Linked DNA regions of Gossypium arboreum: region 2 is linked to region 1. Evidence: chromatin contacts called from public Hi-C data. All regions are on one chromosome and are shown on one strand. Each heading gives the region's core, a stretch centred on a gene start, on an enhancer-like site or on the middle of the called end of the contact. The rest is flanking DNA. Distances are from core to core; before and after follow the strand shown.

Region 1 (2,700 bases), core at 99-2,598:
GAGTTAATCAAGTTATTCGAATCAACTCGAATAAAAAATTAAGTTTTTCGGTTTAACTCGAATATAAATTATACAATTCGAGTTATCCGAAAATCCGAATAAGAAAAGACAAAACTACGTAGTTTTGATAAATGTTTACTTTATTAAAAGTTAAAATTCAAAATAATTAAGTTAAAAAGTAAAACTTCGTCGTTTTGATAAATGTTTACTCATTAAGTTAAAAGACTAAATCATTATATTATTCATGTAGTTAAATAATCTTGTACTTCATCTACTAGTTAAATAATCGCTCCATCTAAACATAACATTAAGTATAAATAATAGGATTCGTTAACTCGACTCGATTCGATTCGATTCGAAAAAATTTCAAATTGAGTTCGGTTGCTAAAATAGGATTTGTCAACTCGACTAATTCGAAAATTTTTGACTCGATTCAACTCGACTCAATCGAATACTCACCCCTAGTTATTGGTAAACCGTTTGTTGGAAGGCATATTAGTAGAGCTACATCTTCTATGTCTAAAATCACAAAACAACCTTAGTTTGAAAAATAATTATTTTGAAAAATAAAATAAAACTCAATACCAATTGTGTATATTTTAAAAAAATATTTATTCAAACAAATTAATTAAAAACAATATTGAAGATAAAATATGCTTGAATGCATTGAATCTACATCCTCTTATAATGATAATAATATTAATACCAATTGAACTAAGATTCATTCAACAAAATTTAAAAATTTTATTTTATGGTAGAATTAAAAGTAACAAACGAAATAAAATTATAATTTTTTTTCAAAATAACCTCTTTAAATAAAATTTTGAATATAGAATTTGATTTACACCTCTTTTAAAACTTTTTAAAATTTTAAAATTCTCAATTATTTTACGTAAATGCATTTTAAAATTTTAAAAACTTTAGATACAAATAAAAAAATCGCCTTGCCTTGTCTCATTTCGTTGTCATTTCTATTAATGACTAGTTTATCATTGAAGTTAGAAATTACTTTTAAAAGTATCATAAAAAATTGAAATGCTTTCAAAAGATGGTTTTGAAAAATAAAATAATTATTTTAAGCACGATATTGTGAAGTTAAAATATATATTTAAATGATATTAAAATTCATTAACATTACAATATATATATATATATTTATGTAATATATAAAGTTTTTTTTGAATATGACTGATATTGTGGCACAAGGCTCAAGACAAAAAGATTGAGAAAACTCAGCACAGCTGTAATAGGAAAAAGCAAAGCACACAAAATCAACTAAAGGTACAGTAACATGAAACGACAAACAACAAAGAAAATAACACAGCTGTCAACATAAACAAAATAATAAAAGCACCTAGGGACAATCAAACTCAACAAGAAAAAGAAACGCCCAAAGCCAAGCAGCAAAATCATTCAAGCAATATCAGCCGACCATCTTCTTCAACTTCTGAGAGAGAAAAAAGATTAGTAAAGAAGAAGAACGGGAGCTTTGAATCCGATTTAGAGATTCATCGAACCTTTTCCATTATTCAAAGCGCATCAAGGGAAACTATGGTAACTCTGGTTTCAGTCCAAAATATCCTTCATATGTAATATATAAAATTAAATGATAATAAAATAAGAGAATGATCCATTTAAATCGATGTAAAATTAAGGTAGGGTTACATCTTTTCATATTTATTTGTACATTTAATTTTTAATAATTTAAATATTAAATTTATAAATATAATTATATTTGTAATGCATATAAATTTTAGAACCAATTTATATCTTTATCTTATTAATCTAAAAATTGTATTTATTAATATTCATAACGATGTAACTAGATCTCTAATCTAATAAGATAATCTATTAAGTAGAAAGGAAAGCACGTTGTTATGTTTATGCTGAACGGTGGCGTTTAACACCAGACCAGTGTAAATTAAACGAGTTTTTCCGTTTGGGGAAAGAGAAAGGAAAAAGGAAAATGAGAGCGGAAGAAGAACAGAGAAAGCAAGAGAACGAACAACCAACCAATAATCCAATTACTGTATCCCAATTCCTCGCTTGGAAGCGCCAAAAGGTATCTCCTTCTTTTCCCTCTCTGTCTCTATTTTTCCTGTATTTAATCTTTAATTTTTCTTTCTAATGATTTAATGCCAATTAGGGTTTTACGTATTTTCCACTTTCTTATTATGTGTTGAATTTAATTTCCAGTTTATGCCCCAAAACTAATGGAACTAAGCATTGGATAATTTCGATTTAATATTATATTAAAATTTTTGGGGCAGCAGAGTCCTAAAAAGAAACTAAATTGTCCAGTTTTCTTAATTTTTGTTCAATTACTTCCCTTTTCATATCGGTTGTTCGAACTCAGTTTAGGTTTTTTTCATGTTACAATTCATGTCATTTTGCAGGATGCAGAAACATCAGCTAAGAAAGCTGAGGCAGCTAGAAAGCGTGCTGAAGATATAGCAGCCGGAACCGTGCAAATGAACGGACGGGAGCTTTTCTTACATGAACCTTGGGTTTTTGATAACTCCCAATATTAAGTTAGTTTCAAGGAATGACCATGAAACATTGATTTCAGTAGGTGATACTGCATAGATGCTCTGCCTCTTGAGTTCCCGGTCTTAAATGTCTGTTTATTCAAGAGAAAGTAAAATAAGTCCTATTGGAAAAACAGGTAATTTCTAGGTTTCCGGTTACAGTGTCGACAAT
Region 2 (2,700 bases), core at 96-2,595, 290 kb before region 1:
TTAAAGAACAGAACATCAAAATGTCAAGCCATCCAAAGAAATTGAATATAGTTCATGGCATTAGAACACAATGAAGATGCTTAAACTAACCAAAGAAAGTGGAGTAATGGTTTAGAGATTGCAAAATCCTATTGAACTTGGATAAATCCTTGATATGATCTTGCTTATATAAGTGTTAATAGGATTCCAGGTCAAACTTTACAAGCTAAAAGAGAGAATTAAGCATCAACAATGCATGAATCTAGTGTAAAATTTTAATAAAAGCAAAAAAGAGTCTCCTGGTAATAGAATTTACAGAAATACTATCACCAAAAGTAAATAAACATTCATCTTCACTTACTAAATTATCATATGAATAGCATCAATTTCAATATCCGGATCCTTTTTACATGTTATATAAACAGCAAACAAGAAGTGGTACCAAAATAAACATATAGATCATTCAATATCTAGTCATTGATGCAAGCAATTACTTGTAAAAATGTGGTGCTTAGAATAAAATATGCAGTTTGGGAAGCACAAACCAGAAATTTTAAGTCTTTAGCCACCTCTTTCTCTGTGCCTTTTTATGTATATTTCCTTGTTATTAATTATCATGAAAAGCTCATTTGCAAAAAATACAAGCACAAAGAACAACTGATTTGATGCGGCTTCTGTTAATGTTATATGGGAAAAGATGGAAAAAGTTGCAGTCAATCACAAGCAGCCATACATTAAGAAGAGACTTTTCAGTTTTATTTGTATAAAAGTCTTAGTTGATGTATTGTTAAGGGTCCCATTTTGAAAATCCCTCCTAGGGGACCCAAGGACACGAATAATTAATTGAAATCTCTTGGCTTGTAGTGCAAAAATGGAAACAAAAACAAACTAGAAAATCTCTCACCAATTTCATGAAATTATAATCACAATTTACAATACCATGACTACAAATTTCTGCTTTATAAACCCAGAAAAGAACCCAGATGGTTCATATAATTAACAACAAGCATATGAAAGTTCCAAACTAATAGAATCAGAATAAAGGATAAGATAGCAAAGTCTGTGTGTCTCACCTCCTCTCATACAGAAGCCATTGATAGTGGAAGACCCCACCTTGCCCCACCCCAGTTCCAAAGGCCAAGGCTAAAGCTAAAGCTTACTTCAAATGGAATTTGTATATAAACCTCCCTAAAAAGTAATGTATAAAGAAAGGACAATAAATAGTAACATACAGAGAAGGGCAATAAAAAAAGAGAGGAATTTCTATTTCATGCAAATGCCAAAAAGGGACCGTTTAAAATCACTTCAAAAGCTCACCTTTTTGCTTTCCACACTTGATGGTCCTCATATTTCGCCTTGTCACTTTTAAATATATATATATTGATTTTAAACAAATAAACCCATTGGCAGGAGAAACCTTAGATCACCGGGAGAGAACCCAAATGTGGTCCAGGTTCATTGAACCCGCATTACTTTCTTTTTACTTTCTTGCCATTTTCTCGGATTTTTCATTTATTTCTTGTTTTTTTCCATAAAAATAGGAATATAGAATAATAAGTTGAAATAAAAAATAATAACTTTTCGTAAGAGATAAAAATAAGATCTTTTGGGCTTTCTGTTATCTAATTTTACCTAAATTATGTGTGGATTCTAATAATATTTGGCATATGCTTACAACACATAATATTTTATCCAGAAATATAAATTTATAATATTTTTACATAGCAAATGTTACTCTTCTTTCTCACTTTGGGTCTCCATTTCTCAGACTGTATACCAACAAAATGGCAGAATTGCTTTCTATCTGTATCTCCAACCTTGATATACAGTATTTGAAGCAAGGGCCAAAAGCATAAATTATAATTTTCTAAGGAGGATTAAAATAACAATATAATCATTTCAACCAAGGAGGCAAAAGCCCCTCCCCCTCCCCCTCCCCCTCCCCCTGCCTTAAACTTAGTACTTCACAATTGGGTCTCAATTCAATATAATTTATAATTTTCATTTTCCATAATGTAAGAAAAATGAATAGGTTGAGTCCAAATTTGCAGGCAACCGAACGTGAGGGATTAAAACACGTAAATATAAAAAAACTTCGGTTGAATGACGGAATGAATGAGGGAAAGGGCAAAGGAAAAGTCAGAGATGAAAGCATGGCCATTACTTTAACAACTTCATTTTCAGTCCCTAGTCTAACATACACTACAAAACAAGACAAAAAAACGACTTTTTGAAGTCTCCCCTCACAGCCTATGCCAAACCCAATACTAGTTTGAATATGGACGTCTTTAAGGGTGGGTTCCCCTCACACATTGGAAGTGGGTTTATTGCGCATCTACTACCTTTATTAGTTCCTCTTGGCCGTAGTTTTACTCTCTTTATCCATGTATCAATTTTTTAAAAAAATATTCGATTTCAACATGCACTTTCAAGTCGTTTTAAGATATGTTCTCAATTCATTTATAAAATATTTTATTTATTTTAAATGTATTAATTGAAAATTGTTTAAATGATTATTTAACAAGATATAATTTTAATTTAATTTTTTCAATGTAATTTAAAATTAAAATTTATTAACATATAAGAGAATTTTGAAAGCCTTGGACAGAATTACACAAATCTCACATCTTTTATATACATTTATTAAAATACATATTAGAGGCGAAATAAAAAAAGGATAAGTAAGCATGTACGAGGTTTGAGTTTGAAAGCTTAGTTCAG

The links. Hi-C and Micro-C count contacts between places; a contact is called where the count stands out from the background.
Region 2: a contact with region 1 is called in a Hi-C map of leaf, with 2.5 times the contacts expected there. The contact joins the promoter of LOC108485449 here to the promoter of LOC108484372 in region 1. A contact is called at or near these places in 2 of 5 Hi-C or Micro-C datasets (both in leaf).

Annotation. Positions count from the first base shown.
Region 1 is chr6:137,626,164-137,628,863 of ASM2569848v2, reverse strand. It overlaps LOC108484372, which reads left to right and starts at 1,348. Exons shown (of 3, transcript XM_017788140.2): 1 at 1,348-1,554; 2 at 1,911-2,062; 3 at 2,397-2,700. The coding sequence starts at 1,967. The coding sequence ends at 2,531.
Region 2 is chr6:137,913,537-137,916,236 of ASM2569848v2, reverse strand. It overlaps LOC108485449 (sulfate transporter 1.3), which reads right to left and starts at 1,345. Exons shown (of 15, transcript XM_017789286.2): 1 at 1,297-1,345; 2 at 1,053-1,167.